Linked DNA regions of Sus scrofa: all the other regions are linked to region 3. Evidence: chromatin contacts called from public Hi-C and HiChIP or PLAC-seq data. All regions are on one chromosome and are shown on one strand. The core of a region is the stretch at or near the end of the contact, and the rest is flanking DNA. Distances in the headings are between cores, read along the strand shown. Region 1 overlaps FGGY (FGGY carbohydrate kinase domain-containing protein). Region 2 overlaps FGGY (FGGY carbohydrate kinase domain-containing protein). Region 3 has its middle 180 kb from the start of JUN. Region 4 overlaps FGGY (FGGY carbohydrate kinase domain-containing protein).

Evidence for each region. Hi-C and Micro-C count contacts between places; a contact is called where the count stands out from the background. HiChIP or PLAC-seq counts read pairs in DNA pulled down with a chosen protein or histone mark.
Region 1: an H3K27ac HiChIP or PLAC-seq map of skeletal muscle shows a contact between it and region 3. The contact joins two enhancer-like sites. A contact is called at or near these places in 2 of 47 Hi-C or Micro-C datasets (embryonic fibroblasts and skeletal muscle) and 2 of 2 datasets of contacts at active chromatin or transcription factors (alveolar macrophages and skeletal muscle).
Region 2: a contact with region 3 is called in a Hi-C map of liver, with 2.1 times the contacts expected there. The contact joins two enhancer-like sites. A contact is called at or near these places in 4 of 47 Hi-C or Micro-C datasets (liver and skeletal muscle) and 1 of 2 datasets of contacts at active chromatin or transcription factors (alveolar macrophages).
Region 4: a Hi-C map of skeletal muscle shows a contact between it and region 3, with 7 times the contacts expected there. The contact joins two enhancer-like sites. A contact is called at or near these places in 3 of 47 Hi-C or Micro-C datasets (liver, psoas muscle and skeletal muscle) and 1 of 2 datasets of contacts at active chromatin or transcription factors (skeletal muscle).

Annotation. Positions count from the first base shown.
Region 1 is chr6:153,123,758-153,128,118 of Sscrofa11.1, reverse strand. All of the region lies in intron 5 of FGGY (FGGY carbohydrate kinase domain-containing protein), which reads left to right. Among named protein-coding and RNA genes, the nearest start is that of FGGY, 87 kb to the left of the region's middle. Within about 2 kb of position 1,893, at least 40 of the 83 cell types and tissues checked have an H3K27ac peak or open chromatin away from gene starts, as enhancers often do. A contact at or near this core is called in skeletal muscle, where this site is marked.
Region 2 is chr6:153,193,817-153,198,626 of Sscrofa11.1, reverse strand. It overlaps FGGY (FGGY carbohydrate kinase domain-containing protein), which reads left to right. Exons shown (of 16, transcript XM_021097811.1): 2 at 871-1,028. Among named protein-coding and RNA genes, the nearest start is that of FGGY, 17 kb to the left of the region's middle. Within about 2 kb of position 2,021, at least 8 of the 83 cell types and tissues checked have an H3K27ac peak or open chromatin away from gene starts, as enhancers often do. A contact at or near this core is called in liver, where this site is marked.
Region 3 is chr6:153,505,035-153,509,610 of Sscrofa11.1, reverse strand. No RefSeq gene overlaps it. Among named protein-coding and RNA genes, the nearest start is that of JUN, 180 kb to the left of the region's middle. Within about 2 kb of position 1,965, at least 28 of the 83 cell types and tissues checked have an H3K27ac peak or open chromatin away from gene starts, as enhancers often do. A contact at or near this core is called in liver and skeletal muscle, where this site is marked.
Region 4 is chr6:153,072,951-153,077,564 of Sscrofa11.1, reverse strand. The region is part of intron 5 of FGGY (FGGY carbohydrate kinase domain-containing protein); the gene reads left to right. Among named protein-coding and RNA genes, the nearest start is that of FGGY, 140 kb to the left of the region's middle. Within about 2 kb of position 3,149, at least 8 of the 83 cell types and tissues checked have an H3K27ac peak or open chromatin away from gene starts, as enhancers often do. A contact at or near this core is called in skeletal muscle, where this site is marked.

The DNA of each region.
Region 1 (4,361 bases), core at 644-3,143, 380 kb after region 3:
AAATGGCATTATTTCATTATATTTTAGGCTGTGTAATAATCCATCATGTGCATATGTATATATATAAATATTTGTCTTTTTAGGGCCACATTTGTGGCATACATATTTTATAAAATATATGTGCACACACACACACATATATACACATAGACACACACGCCACATCTTCTTTATCCATTCATCTGTCTTTTTCAGCTCTTTGGTATAGATCTAGATGTGAGTTCCATACCCTTGAAAGTCATACAGCCAGTAGGACTGTAATTTTTCAACTGAGTAGCTGTATAGCATTTCCTTTGCTTACCAGTTTTCTCTGAGACCTTGAATTTCTTTTAGAATCTAGTCTTGTTTGCTCTTTAATATGGTAAAAGTGGAGCAATCTCAGGCTGGGAGTCCTCATTTACAAATAGTATGACAGTATATTCTTTGCTGAAATAACATTTTTGACTGCACCCATGGCATGTTCCCAGGCCAGGGATTGAACCTGTGTCACAGCAGTAAACAGAGCCAAAGCAGTGACAACACCAGATCCTTAAACCTCAGAACTATCAGGGAACTCCTGCTGAAAATGTTTTGAAACTGTAAAAATGCTCAAGAATAGAGATCACGTTTTCCAGGTGCTATTACAGAATCCCGGAAGGTTCTTGCTGTGAGGGTGAAACTGCTAAGTGAAGTAGGGGTTAGGTTTTAAGGGGACCATATCCAAGTCATATATTGTTTAGAGTTCTTTTCTCTGACCCCGGAAGGCCTTCCTTGGGAGGGACAGGACATTTTGGTCTTGGTGGCCTCTTAAATCAGTTTGCTATCCTGGATGGCTGCCACTGTAGGTGAACTCTTGTGAACTTTTGGATATGCTGTACTTGTGTGATTCTAGGTAGCCTCTGAGTTTCAGTCTGATTAACGGTGTCAATATTCAGTCTTGGATACTGTAAGAACTCTGTGGCCTTGATGGTGAGGCCTTAGGACACATAGCATAAAATACACCTGGTGGCATGGTTTGAAACTTGGAAGAAATATCTGGTCCAGCCAGGTAACCCTGGGCCCTTGGTGCTCAGTTTGTCTGCAGAGTGTGGTGGCTGGATTAGGTGATCCATTTAGCCCCTCCCTGGACTGAACCTCTGAGTCCAAAAGTAATGGTGTCGACCAAAGTCTCCCTTTGACTTCTTTCTTAAAGCTCAGGTTATTGGAAGAAGTATTATAAAAGCCTGACATTAAATTCAACCCTTTGGGATATAATTTAGTGTCAGAATGCTGTATCCTTGTCTTCTTTTTTCACCTCTTCTAGTTAGTTTATTATTTTTTAAATACACCTTCTTTTTTTCTTGTTTTCTTCATTTTTCTTCCTTGCTCTAAATTATAGTCAAGGGCCTTTGAAGAGAATTCTTAAATGTTATTAAGAAATTGCAGTCAGGGAGCCCTTTGTTCCCAAGTCATTTAGAAGATTGCTTTTCCTTTTGTTAAATATGAAACATTGTCAACCTGCATTGTTAAAATGTGCCAAAAACTGCATTCACCACTAAAAAGTGTCAGCTCTCATTATTGCCCAGATATTATTCTTTTCAAAAGCTGAGCACTCTCCCCGGGCTTTCTAAACAATCTTCAGCTCATTCATCTTTCTGGTTTCGTTACGTTTTTGAACCTCTCTCAGTCCTACCTAGAGTGGCAGCCTGTCTTTTAAAAATTAATGGGTTCCAAATGCCAGTCAAACCTATTTCCGCCCTCAACCTCCTGCTCCCCTCTCCGGCCCTGCCTGTTAGGAGTCTTATACTCTGTATAAATATTGAGCTGCAGATAGTTTCTAAAGAGGTGTTTGGACTTTTAATTAACACTGACAGCCTGTCTGCCTGGGATTTTGCTCTGCTGTCTCCATGGAAAAGTCAGGCAGGTCATATGGAGAGGAGCGGGGCTCCGCAGTGGATATGTTCCTGGCGGCTGGCCCTAGAGACACTGAACTCCGAGCCAACCATGAAGTCATTTTGAATTTAAGGAGTCTTGCTAATCCAAGGCAATGTGTCTTAATTTGACAAAGTAAAGACTGCCCGATAAGCAACCCTAACTACAAGTTCTGTGAAACTGGGGGTGTTTGTAAGTTTAGATTGTGCTAGAGAAACGTGGTGATGTGGAAGAATGGGCTCGTTTTCTTCTGTTTACTCCCTTTCCCATCCCATCCCCCCCCTCCCCCCCCCCGACTTTGGCCCAGTTCAGCCCTGCAGTCTGGCCTCTGCAGTGGCTTGATATGAAATTTGAGAAACATATGTAGTTTTCTATTTCAGGAAAATGATCTCAGGGATTGAATGTGTTTTTTTGTCGGCTGTTAAGCTCTGATCTTGCCCAGTGTGGTTTTTTGATGATGGGAAAGAGGCTTCGAAGTGCTTTTTATCAGAATTCCTTGTAATAAACCTTAGGGCTTTTTTTTTTTTTTTTCGTTAGGCCCCCACCCCCTCCCTGGCCCTCAGCACAATGTCATCTATTCTGTCAGAAGTGGGAAGAAGTGCACGTTGTTCATGTTACAATCAGTTCATTGCTGCGGGCAGGCACATACACAAAAATGGCCGCTGTGTCCACCCTTCACAAAAGCTGTTTTAAATGTAGTTCAGTGGAGGGCCAGGGGTCTGCATACTGTTGCCCATAAAGGAAAAGGGAACCATGGAGGAGAAGTCGGCCTTTGTTTTGCCTTGGAAGGGCCAGTATTCTTCTTTGTTCTTGAGGTGAGAGCCAACAATGGGCCCAGTGCCCTGTAAAACCAAACTTCATTGATCCAGGCATGCAGAGGATGTGTGGACCAGCATGGCTGGGCCTGATGAGAGCAGAGCCGAGAGAGGGGTGAGGTGAAGTGCTGGCCGGGAGATGGGGAGGTGGGAGGCCGACTCGATTATTTTCATTTGGGTCTGACCTGCCCCGTGTCCGAGGAGGAGGCATGGCTCCAGCCCATCAAGGAGCATCTCTGTCATGGTAGAGAAGGGTTCCCTGCTTATTCACCAGATGCAGGCCTCTTGAGGACAGTTGCATGTCCACGTTCATCTTTGCTTCCAGGGGGTACTTGCTGAATGAATAAGAGAATGATGTGCTCCAGCGGAGATCTCTACAGAATACGCTGAAAGCATAGACAAAGGACCGACCTACCCATCCCAAGAGTTGGGCAAAAAGGGGGAGAAAGCACAGAAAGGTGTACCCAGAGGAAAGGGAGCTGGCATTCCTGGGCAGCATGCCCGTTATCCGATTTGATCCTTGTATCATTTTAACAGATGAGGAAACCAAGACAGGGGACACGTTCATCATCACACAGCCATGAAGGAGCAGAGGCTGGATCTGAAACTAGGTCTGCATGGCTCCTAAGCGATGTCATTTGGTGTGGCTCAATCTTCCAGCAAGGGAGGAAGGATGGAAATCCTGGTTCCTCTCACACTGCATTTGTCTCCACCACTTGTTTGGTTTGCAGTGAAAAGCCCCCCTCCCTCTGGCCCTGAGATCTGGGCTTTGTCGAAATGGTTTGGGAAAATTTAAGAGACTTTTGGGCAGTGGTGGAGATGGGCTTCCCCTGAAGGAAATGCATTGAAATTGAAGCTTTGGGGACCTCGGATTGCATGGGCCCCATGAGTGCAGGTAGCTGTTGGGAGTCGTAGAATGTTCTGGGTGGGGAGGGGTTGCAGTCAGGAAGGACTTCTGTGTAGGCATTTCTCATCTCAGGAAAAGGGAATCTAAATGCCCTAGGTTCCACTTATTTTAGTTTTTTTTTTTCCTCATTGTAAACCTTCATTATGGTACCTGATTTTATATTCATAATTTTGTATTCCTTTCTTTGAGTTCCCCATGTAAAAGCTTCAGGCCCTTTAAGATGGGGATTTGTCCCAGGAAGTGACATGAGAGCACCTTGCACGGAGGAGGGAACTCAAAGTAGCCGTTGAGTTTGGGCTCTGGGGTGGCACGCCAGCCCTGGGACTTAATCGTGTGACCAGGAGCAAGTCTCTTACATCTTTTGCACGTTGTTTCCCTCATTGTACTCTATGGGCTTGCTGTGGGGATTGAAAGAGTTCACATGGATAGAGCTTATAGGCCAGCGTGCTGAGGACTCGGGAGATGTCAGCTGCCCTCGCGGCTCTTGCTGTTATTTGTTACTGGTACCTGAGACCCACATAGATGGTGCCAAATACCAGTGCCTGCCATTAAAACATTGACCTTCTGAGGGGGATAGTGCAAGGACAACTTTAGACTTACATTAAAAAGCCCACAGACGGTCCCGTTATGCATCCATCTCCTTAGCGTCTTTGGCCATCCTTCAAACGGCTTCAAATAGACTTTGTTAATTGGAAAACTGGTGCTATTTTCACAGAACTGAGAAGTGAGCTGTCTTTATTTCCTGCCAG
Region 2 (4,810 bases), core at 772-3,271, 310 kb after region 3:
AGTAGTTGGATAATAAACTCTTACTGCCCCCCCCCTTTTTTTTTTACCAGCTATCATCTCTGTATTCAGTGGAGTAAGGTGGAGTTGGAATAAGATGCTTGGCCCTGAGAGTATGGCTAGGATTCTGGTGGGACCGCTTTACTGCCATATGCAATGTCACCATGAGCGTGAGGTTGAGCTTGAAGTACGTAAACATGGCATCACTGGAAGGATCACCACTTGGTTTTGCTTACATTAAATTGTGAGCCCTCTAAAATCAAATTATGTATTTCAGACTCTTACGTTAAATTGTCAACTCTTTAAAGTCAGAAATTATGCATTTTTCAACTTCTGATTCCTAGCATCTTGGCACAGAGAAAACATTTACCATTTGCTTTGTTTCCTGGAATTTGAGCTGTTAGGTATGGTGAGAATACCTAGGTATAGACAATGCACCCTATTAAATAATTGAGGATGTCCCCAGGTGATTTGGTATTGGAAGGGAGGGTTGGCACATATTAATAATCCTAATAATTGCTGCCGTGTACCGAGCATTACCATACATCAGGCAACTCTGGCTATGTAATCTTGGTTAATTGTTCAAATACTATGAGACTGCAGCCTCAGGAGACAGCCTTTAACTTTAAGAGAAGTACCTGTCAAGTACCTGTACTTTTCCTCCAATGTGTATTTTTTGGAAAAGCCAATGGAGAACCAGGTTATTGCCAGATTATCTCCTTCCTTCCCTTCCCAAACTTTCTTTCCATCTTACAACATGTGGGAGTTGTTTAAAGTGGTATTTAATTCTTGTTGTTAAGGAGACTGAAGTGGACCAGCATACTCATTGCTTTTATCTTTTTCTTCCCAAACTTCCCAACCCCCTGACTGCAGTATAACTAAGTAAATGAATTGTGTGGGACGCGTGTACCTGGGTTCCCAGCCAAAGCCAGAGATCAAAGCAGAGAGAGGATATTGAGCTTCCTCCCAGATCCCCGAGACGCTGTCCCGACAGTCCTGGAGGAGTGGCTCTTTCGGAAATAGGACTGCAGGTAAGCTCATTCACTCGGGAGGGTTATAGGCTTAGGAAACAATGTTATTGCTATTTGGTCATTTCGAGGAAAAGAGGAGGAGAATATAGCAGAACAGCCCCTGGAGATTGGTTTTCAGCGCCGTCTCTGCAGCAGGATCTCTCCTTAGGATCCCGTGAATAGTTTTGCAGAGACCTGCCTCTCTGGGACCCTCTTCCCTTTTCTCACGCTTCCTCTGATCAGCTTGCACATTTGTTGAAGACTCAGCCGTGAAGCCTGTGGTTTCCTGTGGCACATTTCTAATAATATTTGGACAGGCTATCATTTAATGAACCACGTAAATATTTATCACAAGAGCAGTCTTTTGATCATGAACAGGGGCTAAAAACCAGTCCAGTCCGTGCTGGGGACTTGGCCGGGAGGCCGTTCCTGCCCTTCGGAGCCTTCAGTCGACTGAGAAGTTAGGTAAGGCTCTGGACATGTGTGCAGGCCGCTTGAATTTCTCTCTGTAGCTTTTCTTTCTCTTGGCCTCCCCAGTCCATGTCCTTCTTTCTCGGTCTGACCTGCCTCCCCAGATCCCCATCAGTTGTTTTTCCTTTTAGAGAATTGATCTCCGCCTGAAATGAATGAGCTGGGACCAACCTTCTGACCATCACCACTCATAAATCAGGCTCCGGAGCCCCACTGTCCTAGCCTGGAGCCCCAGCTTCTCTGATTTTGTGCTCTGTGGCCTTAAATAGCTTTATTGCGGAGAACCTCAATCCCCTTACCTGGAAAATGGGCTCATAGTGCCTACCTCACAGGGTTGTCACGAGGACGAAGTGAAAATTACAGAATCAGGTGGGTGACTGGCAGAGCATAGCTTAATAAATGCTATTGTTGCTGCTTTTGTTGTTGTTGTTGAAGAAGTGGTTGAAGGATTCTGTTTTCATTTTTAAGCTGGTGTGTGGAAAGAGCCCTAAACGTGCCTTAAGAGGCCAGGGTTCAAGTCCAGGTGCTGCTCTTGTTTACTCTTTGTGTCACTTGGGGTAAATTCCCCCATCCGTCTGAGGTATAAAATGCTGATAGGTTTATCAGCTTGATTGAATTTCAGTCAGAAGAGATGAACAAATGTATGAAAGCGCCAGACATGCACAAGGATCCTAATCCTTTTTTTTAAAAAAAAAACAGAAAAAGGAATAATGTTTTCCATTTTGCAGTTACTTTATTTTTTGAGGCCAAGAGGAACTGGAACACAGTTTGGCATCTAGGACACAGCAGCGAGGACTCATGACCCAGGAACAAAGGGCACAGAGGGATCGACAAAGAATCTGAGTTGCAGAAAATCCTCTGGCAGAGTTTTTATAACTCACGGGGTCAAGTTTCAGGGTAGCTGCCCGAGGGTTTGAACTTCTCTGCTTCCCTGCTTTCAGAGCCCAGGTGTGGAAACAATCATAAAGCGATCGCTGAAAACGATAGTAATGGGAAACACGGTGAACCTGAACTATTTAATTAGGATCTGTTTCTTACAGAAACATGAACTGGGAGCTGTGTGTGAACGGTGCAGGGCGAATGTAACACCCTGATCCCCTGGGTCTGATTCTCTTCCCAATGGATGTCTTGGTCGTATGGTCTAGAAATGGGTAGGGGGCCAGAGAGAAGTAGGTAGGAGCCTAGGTAGGAGTGGGTCAGTCTCTACAGGTGGCAGGTGTCCTGAGTTAGCCAGTTGTAGCCAAAGTAGGCAGGGACACCTAGCAGAGCCCTTGGCAAATAGGCGTTTAATAAAATGGAGGGTAACAGGCAGTAGAGCGTTCTAAGGACAGGTAGGGATGCTGGACCAGAGGGAATGAGATTGCTGTCACCTCTGTGACTCGCTAGTTGTACGACATTAGAGCGAGTTGCTTTACCCGTCTAGAACTCATTTTCTGCATCAGTAAGATGGGGATGTAACGGTAATTATCATCCAGGGTTGGTATCAGGATAAAAAGTGGATTAGAAATGTAAGCAAGGTGGTTAGTGGAGCATTGGATACACAGCAAATTTGTACCTTTTATTATTTACCTAAAGGTAGGTTATAAAGGTATCCGCTGAGTCCCAGAGACTTGGTGAGTTCGTGCTCTGTGCCAGAAACTGTGCTGGCACCAGGGATTCATCTGTGGTCCAGCAGCAGTGGAGTTAACTGTCTACTGGCAAAGCTCTACTTTCTATCCAGGGAGGGGGTGGGGTTCTTCTGAAGAGTGGGTTCTTTCCTGTTTAGCCAAGTGATGGGTCCACAACCCAGAGCTGGAGTAAGCCCTGGGTCAGCTGCAGAGTAGAAATCTGCCTCTTTGGGTTTGACTGGGAATAAATCAGGTGGGCTGGGTGGTGGGTGGCACGAGAGAGTCAACACTGAAGGAGCCAGGCCTGAGGGGCTGGGTCAGCCCCCAGGGGGACTCTCTTGTCACTGAAGCTGGCCAGAGAAGCCTGGATGATGGCCAGCCAGGTCTGTGTGGGCCAGAATGTTTGTATAGAGTCTTCATTCCCTATGTCCCCCCCACCGCCACCCGGTTCTCCTTGCAGTGTCTAGAATAATCTTGGAAAGTTGTAGCCAGGAATGAGAGATGTTGGCTTGCCAGGATCAGTGTTGAGGGGCAGCACCCTGGGCTCTTCCCAGGGAGACTGTGGGGAGCTAAGAGAGGGCATCCTAGTACAGCAAGAGCCTGTGTGTGGTCAGTAGGGGAGTAGAGCAGCTAGCCTCTCTGCAGGCAAAGAAACCGAGGAAGATGTAAGCCACTGTCCTGTTTTGTCCTTTACTGTATCCTCAGCTCTTAGCTGGGTGACTGGTCCTACATTTCTTCAAATATCCATCATTAATTGCAAAAGGCCTCATTATTTCCGATATTACAACGAAAACCTGCTACCAATTAATTGTAAGATGCCATTGATTGTAAGGTTCACTGATTTCAGAGAAGCTAAGTGAAAAAAATGAGTGTCTTAGAATTAATAAAATGTGATTGTTAGCATCCAATAAATATTTGTTAATTGGATGAGTAAAGCGTGCAGAAATTAGAAACAAGGCGAAACACTAGTGCAGATAAGTACAAACTTAGGAATTCAAACTGTTAAAGCATGAACCTGTTCATCCTTGTTTTCTGTTAAGTCACTGATTTAGGTGTTCATTCAGCAAAAATCTATTGAAAACCAATTATGTACCAGACACCGTAGGAGCTGGGGATACAGAAATTGGCCAGTTCCTTTTTTTTTTTTTTTTCCAAGTTCAGACCAGTAAGGGAGACAGACACAGAGACAAAACCAAAAAATCAGAGGTGGTCTTTTTTTTTTTTTTTTTTTTTTTAATGGCTGCACTCCCAGCATGTGGAAGTTCCCAGGCCAGGGACTGAATCCAAGCTGCAGTTGAGACTTCTGCTGAAGCTATGGCAATGCCAGATCCTTTAATCCACTGTGTGCTGGCCGGGGATCTAACTTGGGCCTCTGCAGTGTCCTGAGCCCCTGAAGTCAGGTTCTTAACCTACTGCACAACAGTGGGAACTCCCAGAGTGCTAAGTTTTTAAAGACAGCAAGGGACACAGTATTCACATGGCACCCAGGGATGTAAAGATGCAAGAAGAAGTCTCCCTGAACCGGTGATGGTTGAGCTGGATCTTAAAGTTAAGTCCATGGTCGGCCGGCACCCAAGAGAGGAAGTAAGGGAAGAGCAAGTGTGAAGTGGTGACAGTGCTGTAGCAGTGCAGAGCCCCTGGGAACCTGTGGGGGCTTCGGAATGTCTGGAGCTTGGTGCGAGAATGGGTGGGGCTCTGGGAGGCGTGATTGGAACTGCAGGCAGA
Region 3 (4,576 bases), core at 716-3,215:
TCAGGTGTCTGTCCCTCCCTTTGTCTGTTCCTTTCTTTCAAAGTCTGGCATTGGCTGTGACCCAGAGAGCCACAGTGCCCCGGCTGCTGCTCCCCAGGGCGTCAGCTCTCTGGCCTTCCAGAACATGTGTCTCTTCTCTTTGACTGACCCCTGGGGGGGGTGTGGGCTGCCTGCTGCCCTACCCCCCAGGGTGTCTTGACCTTCCTTGCTGGTTTCCTTAGCCCCAGTCTCAGCCCCAAACAGAGTCCTTCCCTTAGATTTTTTTGCTGTTCAGCCCTTCTGCATGCACTTTGTTCCCTGCCATGATTCTGGTCGATTCTCCCAAGGAAACTCTCCAGTGTTCCTCAAAGAGACCTTAGCCAAGAGCCGGGCACTTAATCTTGGTGTCCTTTAAGAGGGCACCCATCCAGAGGGATTGGAGCCACTTGCCTTCAAGAATGCCCACTAGTCTGCATGTGGGGCTGCAGAGGAAGCAGGTGCCCCATCAAGGAGAGCCTCAGGGGCCATAAGAGAGGGTTATGGACTGGCTCAATATTCAGAAATTCAGGTGCAAGTGCCTTTGAAGGAATATGCTGTTATAACACTATCAATGGAGTGTTGCTATCAGATCAGGCTGTGTCATCTTATCAAGCACAAAAGGAAAGAAAACATCTGACAAACATCATCTCCATGCTGGGCAACTTTTCCTTTGTGAGATCTTGTTCCATCCACACGCCAGCCCTGGGCGTAGGCAGTGTCTTCTCCATTTTCCAGTGTGGAAATGGAGGCTCAGAGAGGTGATCTGACTGGGCTTGGGTCGCCCAGCTTGTGAGTGGCAGAGCCTGGACACAAACCTGGCTTCTCTGTCTGCGTAAGAAGGGAATGGAAAAACATCCGTTGGAAGTACTGGGCCAAGCCTACTGAGGAAACTGGGCCCGGAAAGAGGCATTTGAATAGTAGAAAATCAACACAAATTCAACAATGATGTCTAGCTAGAGGCATCAACCATCACCCACTGCCAGGGCAGAGAGTCTATTTCTTCACTAGTAGCTGCAGGGCTTTGCACAACCAATTCATAGCAACTATTCACTCTCAACTACCTTCCTCTAAGAAGCCTCCTGGACCTTCCAAGTTTGGGCTATATGTCCCTTATTTGTTTCTGTGTAGTCCTTGTAATTGCTTAGACACCACATGCGTGTGTGCGCGCGCGTGTGTGTGTGTGTGTGTGTGTGTGTGTAAAGCCTTGAAGAATTCTGGAGGCACCTCAAGAAGGGCCTGAGAGCTATCCTTGCCTACAGAGAAGGTTGCACTGAGGGTGAGGGTGTAGACTCGTTTTTACTGGCCCTTGAGTGGAAAGGGGCCATGAGTGAAAGCTCCAGAGAGATCACTGTTAGATTCTCTTCAGGGTCAGACTGAGGTAGAACTTTCTAGTAATGAGAATCTCTCTATAAGGGGGCAGGCTGCCCTGAGACCCTGCAAGCACAGGCTGGAGAGGCAGCCACAGAGGAGACTGCACTGCAGATGGAATGGGGAGCAGATAAGACTGGACACGTCCCGACAGATGAAAGGTCTGTTGTGAAAACAAAACTCACCGCAGATTAATTTTCTACAAAGTGCTTGGCCCATCACGTGTATGAACTCATGTAATCTTGACACTGGCCTGCGAGGTAGGTGCAATCCAGTTCATGGATGAGGAAATTGGGTTCAGAGAGTTAAGTCACTGGCCCAGGAGATATTGGAAGAGCCAGGATCTAAATATGACCTGTGTCTGACCCTAGAGCTCCCCCAGGACTTAGGTGCATATAAGCTTCGCCCATGTCACCAGCACAACTTCGCTTATTTTGTTTTGTTTTCATGGGCCTCAGTTCCCCTCCAGGGTCCCTACCTCTTTGATGCCAGAAGCTGGCCAGCAGGCTAGGCCATCAGATACAGTTGGCTCTGGGAGGGTGGAGGCCTGGTCTGGGTCGTACTTTCCGGACTCGTTGGTTCCTCCTCTGCCTTCCTTTGTCTCCTTCTGGAAGGGACTCCACTGCTTGCCAGCTTGTCCCTGGACCTCTGGACACATTATGGATCCACATGACCTGGGAGGGATAAGCAGGTGACCTGAAGCATGACAGCTACAGCTAAGAGAAGGTTTCAGAAAGGTCTGTGGCTTCAGTTTCAGGCCTGATGAAAGGAAAAAAAAAATCTAAACACAAACCCAGCAGGCTGCCTGCCAGGAGTCTGTGAAACACAGTCCAAGCCAAAGCCAGTGTCGGCCAAGAGGGAAATTACAGGCCTTAAATGGGAGACTAGTCTGCAGAAAGCTCCCAGTTGTGTTTGGCATAAGTTTGTTTGCCTACATATGTGTTTATGTAGACGTATTTTTCAAAGTGTATCTCTTTATTATTTATGTATTTAGCCTCAAGACCCTTTTTAAAAACAATGTAGAAAGAGTACTTTAAAATACTTTAGCCCTTGATGATATTTGGGGCCACTCCATTTAGTTTAGTTAAAAGTCAGCTCATATTTACTGACAGCCTATTTTGTACCAGGCACTGTGCTCGGCGCTGGAGGTCTGGGGATGCAAAAGGCAGTTCCCTACCCCAAAGCAGCTCAGTGTCCAAAATAAGAAAAAGAAACGTGCACAAGTAAAGATCTCAGAATACCGTTGGAGACAAGGTCTCTCAGTTAAGTGTAGCTGGGACCCAAAGGACGGTGGAGAGGGGGTCTAGCAGGTTCTCACAGGCAGACAAAAGTGGAGGGGCCCTGGCTTGGCTGTATTCATTCATGGAGGTGTATGAGTCAGCTATTGCTGCAATAATGCTAGGTAACAAGCCACCCAAGACTCAGTCACTTACAACTATAAGAATTTTTTCTTGGGAGTTCCTTTTATGGCTCAGTGGTTAACAAACCTGATTAGGATCCATGAAGATACGGGTTCAATCCCTGGCCTCACTCAGTGGGTTAAGGATCTGGCATTGTCCTGAGCTGTGGCGTAGGTCACAGACACTGCTCAGATCCCACGTTGCTGTGGCTGTGTAGGCTGGCACCTATAGCTCTGATTCAACCCCTAGCCTGGGAACTTCCATATGCCATGGGGGTGACCCTAAAAAAGCAAAAAATAAAAATAAAATAAAATAAAAAATTTTTTTCTTCTCACTCTTGGGTTTGTGGGTTGGCTGGGTAGCTTGGGTTCCAGCTTCAGCTTAACTGGGGCTGTGGGTCAGGTGTGGGTCTGTTGCATTTGTCTCATCCTGTGAGCTAGGGTGAAAGGTAGCCTCTGGTTACTCCTTGCATGGTAAATGAGCAAGTAAGCAGACAAAAATGTAATGAAACAGGTAATACCTCTTAAAATTTCAGCCCAGAACTGCCATGCCGTCATTTCCCCCTTTTGCCCATCATTCCTTTGCCCATGATAAAGCCCAATATCACTGGACAGGAGAATGTATTTGCTCAGTCTAATGGGAAGCCCTACAAAGTCAAATGAAAAGTGTAAAATTCTAACATAAGGAGAGAAGGGAAAATTGGAGAAAGGTCCTGGGCTTCACAAGGAGACTTAATTTCAAATTTGAGTTACGCTTAACTGCTTTGGAAACTAGAGAAATCACTTAACTTTTCTGAATCTCTTTCCTTCTTACATACTGAGTGCTTACAATATACTGGTCACTGAGCTAAGTATTTTATGAATGTTGTGTTTGTAAGGTAGGTAAGGTAGATAGATGTTCAGCCCCAATTAAATGGAGGAGAAAACTGAGATTGACGGAGGTATGTGACTTGCCCAAAGTCACATGCATTCAGAGTTTCATACCATGTTTCTCTGAGCCACCTCTTCTTACTTGAAAGAAGGTGTGTATCCTCTCTGCCATGTAAAGGGTGCTTGTTTCAGGTGAATTTCTGTCTTCTTTCACCTTATAGAATCCTGGAACCCCCAGGTCACTGGACTTTTGCTTTCTGGTGAACTTCAACCAAGGGATAACCAGCTGATGTGACTGGCCACCACCACCCTAGTTTCAAAGTTCATTGTGGTTAAAAAAAAAAGTAAGAGCTATTCTTAGCAGCGATTGGAGGGTGATCTCACTTCCCAGTCACGAGTCTTCGGGAGGAAGGACACTTGAAGCAAAGCCTGGACAGTGTTGATGGTGCAACGTGTTTGGTGCAGAGGCAGATTTCGTAATTGCCATGCCTGTCAGGTGATGCCTTGGCCTCTGTTCCCCGGATATCTTTCCACTCTGGGGCCAGCTGTTCTGACATCGCTGGGGAGGGACAGGTGGCAGCTTCTCTTTTGCAAGACTTGATTCATGTGGCATGGAAGATACGAGCAAGAGCAAATCTTGGATCAGACAGACCCTATTTGAATCAAGGTTGTGCTTCTCTCTCTCTGGGTAGCCTTGCTCTCGGCAAAGCTGTTCCCTTTGCTTGCTTAACACCCCCACCCCTGACTTCTCAGAGTTAGCTCTCTCTGCCTAAATGTCCCCTCATTCACAAGGTCTTCTCTGACCCTCTCCAGCTCTATGCTCCCTTAACACCCTGGACACTCAGGCCTGGCACTCAGGCTTTCCTATTTACTCGCTTATTTGGCTATCTGCTACTAGGATACCTATTCTGAGAGGGCAAT
Region 4 (4,614 bases), core at 1,900-4,399, 430 kb after region 3:
CAACGCAGAATCCAAGCCAAGTCTGCGACCTACACCACAGCTCTCGGCCATGCCGGATCATCAACCCACTGAGCAAGGCCAGGGATCAAACCCGCAGACTCATGGTTCCTAGTTGGATTCGTTAACCACTGAGCCACGACGGGAACTCCAGTAGGTGACAATCTTATCTGTGGCTCATAGATGATGGCTTCTTTTTTTCTTACATGACAGTCTAGAGATCAATGCTTTCCACGAGATCCTCCCAGAACCAGATGGTTTCTGTGTGTGAACAATCCTTAATATTGATACACTTGTCTGCATGATCGAAGGTGGCTATCAGCCTCCTTCTTCCAGGCAGCGGGATGAAAGATGAAGAAGACACCTACCTTTTCTCTTTAGTGGCACATTCTAGAAGCTGTCCCTACTTCTCCTTCCCAATCCTTTCTGCCTCCTGGCTGTCTGGCACTCAGGCTCTGCATAGGGGAAGTACAGAAGCCGTAGCAGTAATGGTGGCAGTGGTGATGGAGCTCTAGCAGAAGTTGTAGGAACAGTGGCAAGAACCACAATAGTAGTAGGAATAGAAATAGAGTCATCGTTTCCCGTTCAGAGGTTCAGAAGAAGTCAAAAGGTTAAGCGTACTGTCCAAGGTCACACAGCTCATGAGTAAACTGCAAAGCCCACGTGCGAACCCAAAGGTCTCTTTACAGGTCATCCCCCGCCCCGGCTGTGGTAGCTTTCAGTCCCATCTCACTGAGTGACAACTGTTTCTTTGCGTGATTACATCTCCACTAGACTCAGAACTCCTTGAGAAAAAGGACTTATCCAATTCCCTTTGGCTTTGTAGTGCTTAGTACAAGGCTGGGCGTATAGTCAGGAGTCCAGAAACCTGTTAGGTATCTTCATCAGGGTTTCTTAACCTTGGCACTCTTGACATCTTGGGCCAGATAATTCTTCATTGCTGAGCTCTCCTGTTGTGTGTTGTAGGATATTTAACACCATCCTTGCCATCTGCATGCTAGATGCCAGTAGTACTCTTCTCTGTGCCCCTGTCAAGTTGACCAAAAATGTCCCGAGACATTGCCAACTTCTCCCCCACCCCGGGGGCGGGGGGCGGGCGAGGGGTTCTTAATGGCCTGGTTAAGAACCACTGATTTAAATCAGATGAGGGCTGAGGAGTCTTGAGTAGCTCTCACACCCAAAAAGGACAAGTTCAGGGTTGGTAAGGCTGCTGAGTCTCTCAAAGATGATGATGTATTTTCCAGGCCTCTGTGTGTCTGGCGCACACAGTGGAAGCTTACTACACTCCGAAGGTGTCTGCGGAGGCGGCTGCTGTGATCCCCTGAGTGTGCCAAGCCTTCTTGGGAAATACCAGAGAGGGTCCCTCTGGAGGCCGAGCTTGCTGGGCCATGCAGATCTGCTGTCTGGCCTGGCACCACCTGGCAAAATCTCATCGCCTTAGCCAAAAAAATATACTTCCGTAACTCTCCTGGCAAAAAGGGCCATGTTCTGTTTCCTGATTTCTTTTTTCTCTTTCCAGATGTGTCACTGGTGACACGTGGAGCCCGTGGAGAACTCTCTTGGAACACAAACCTCTTATTCTTTGCCAGCACTGTTGTCAGGATTTTCCCACCATCAGAGCCAATCTAAGTTATGCTACCATGTGGTGGTCAGTGTCTGGGTATCACCGTCATCTTTCTTATTCTCAGGCCTGTGACATGTTACAAAGAGAGAACTTTAGAGGTTTTTCCATAACCCGAGTTAACCTCTCCCTGCTTGCAATGCTTCTGTTGATGAAAAGGGACAGGATTTCGAGATCTACCATCTTGCTGTTTTATTTTGGACACTATACTTAGCTTCTTTGATCCTTCATTTGTTTCTCTGCAAAGGAGAGTAACCTGCTTGTCCAGGCTACCCACCCCTCCAGAGTTATTTTAAGAGTAGAATAAGATAATCTGTGCAACACCCAGTATGATGTAATATTAGTGTACCTTTTGCACCCAAGGAGACTACAGCATCCACATTCACGAGCACTGGATTGTAAACTCAGTTAAGACAGACTCTGAGAGTTTGTGTTATGGCTCAGAGGGTTAAGAATCTGACTAGTATCCATGAAGATGTAGGTTCGATCCCTGGCCTCGCTCAGTGAGTTAAGGATCCAGTGTTGCCATGAGCTATGGTGTAGGTTGCAGATGTGTCTTGGGTCCAGAGTTGCTGTGGCTGTGGCGTAGGCCGGCTCTCATTCAACCCCTAGCCTGGGACTTTCATATGCTGAGGGCACAGCCTTACTAAGGGAAGGAAAAAAAAGTCACAGACTCTGTGTGTGTCTTTTTCTCCTGGTTATCAGGATCTAGAAAGTATTCAATACGAAGAAAAGTTAGAAAATGAGACCCTGTGGTCCATTGCCCCAGTGGGGGGGGCTGGAGAGGGGATTAGGGAGTTACTGTGTGGTTTACAGGTCACATTTCTGACACATGTTCCAAGCCACATTTTTAAGAGTTCACCCAGTCACATCCTGAGTGGACTCCAGGAAGCTGGGGGAGCATCTCTAGCCTGAAGGCATCCACAGTCACGTATCTCAAAATCTCTATATCTGCTGAACAAAATGTCTTTGGGCCAACTCACATCTTCAGGCAACCATTTGTGACTCCTGATTGACAGAGACCCTAGGATTAACACTGGAACAGGTGCTGGGCCGGTAAAGGTGAGGAGCTCAGAATCCAGTCGCAGAGACAGACAGGGAAAGAACAGTGAGGAAGTGAGAACGGCTCAGGTGTATGGAGCGCTTAGCCATGCCCTGTTCCTGCAAATGACGGCAACTTGTATTCAAGAGCCCAGTGTGAGGCAGGGGGTGTTATTGCCCCTGTGGATGAGGACAGTTAAGATGCCAGGAGGTTGAGTAACGTGCCCAAGGTCATGAAGCCGGTAGCTGGCGGGTGATGAAGTGTGCTCTGCGCAGTGGAGAAAGGAAGGACAGAAGCCCCTTCCGGATCTCACTCCTTCACTCAGGTCTCCTTCCTGCCCATCCTCCACAGAGCAGCCTAAGTGACCTTACAGTGTCACTGAGATCAGGCCATTCATCAGCCTCTGTTGCTCATGCAGTAACATGCCCCCTCCAAGGAGGCCCTGTGCCATCAGGATGCCGCCTCCCTAGCCAGCCTGGCCCTGTGCCTCAGGCTCTGTGCTCAGCTCCACGTGCTCAGCTGCCCAGGCCTTTGCAGTCACTCTGCCCAAGTCTCTCCTTGTTCTGAAGGACCTTTGTCGTTCCTCAGGCCTCAGATCCAGGGTCTTCTCCTCAGAGGTCCACCCTGCCTATCCTGCCCCAAGGCAGCCTCCCAGGTCACTCTCCTCCTCGTCACCCTGCTGGTTTCCTCCCTGGCGTATTTGCCAAGCTGACGCCCCCACTGGGATGTAAGTTCCAAGAATGGCAGGACCTGTTCTGTTCCCTGTCCCGTCGCATTGGTGACATGTGGCTGGCACAGAGTAGACGCAAAATACAAGCATGTTTGTGAGGGAGATCCTGTTGTGGCTCAGCAGTAAGGAGCCCGACCAGTATCCATGAGGATGCGGGTTTGATTCCTGGCCCCACTCAGTGGGTTAAAGGATCTGACATTGGTATGAGCTGTGGTATAGGTCACAGACGCAGCCTGGATCTGGCGTGGCTGTGGCTGTGGCTGTGGCTGGCAGATGCAGCTCCAATTCAACCCCTAGCCTGGGAACTTCTATATGCTACAGGTGTGGCCCTAAAAAGCAAAAAAAAAAAAAAAGAAAAGAAAAGGCAAGGACATATTTTATTGGTGGATCAAAGGAGGCACTGTGACCCACCCAATGTCATAGAAGTAACAGTGACAGGAGCTGAACCTTACACTCATCAGGACAGCGCCTTGCCTGAAACGCATTGCCTCCCCACTGTTCTCAGGTCAGAGTCCCCAGCGCTTGGCCTGGGCCATAGACCTTGATGACCAGCCCCTGCAGCCTCACGGCCCCGGTTCTCTGCACACCCTCCCCAACTGCTTTGGCCACACTGACTTCTCCACAGCGCACATTCCAGGCCACCTTCTGCTGGTCCAGCCCTTTTCCTGTTCTTTTCCCACAGCTCTCACTATCCTTCTGGTTTCAGCTTAAACCTTCCTTCCCTGGGAATCTGTCCCCGAGCCCCTGGCCCAGATGAGATGCCGCTCAAGGGCCCTTCATTGGATTGAGCACCCAGACAGTTCTGTGATTTACTCTCTGGTTTCTGGCTGTCCTGCCTTGCCTGCAGGAGAGGCAGCCTATTCATCTCAGCCAGCTCTGTGTACCCTGGGCCAACTCCTGGGCCCGTTAGGTGGCAGATGCTAAATAAACACTCGTCAAGGGACTGAGCACGGAAATGGACAGGTGTAGAGTGAGTGAGTGAAGAACTCCTAAATCTACTGTACCTCCCCCTTCTCTGGGGAGGCTCACAGGGTAAGATTCCCTAGCCTTTCGCGGATGTCTGCCTGGTTCTGGGAACCAGGAGAGGTTGAGTGACAGGAATAAGGAGGTTTGTGTTGGTCTCGTCTCAGCCTGGGCAAGGGAAGAGCTTTGGCTCTGAATGTTATAACCAAAACTAAAATTAGTCGTCTGTTGACCGCTGCCTAAGGCCACTGTTCTTGGAGA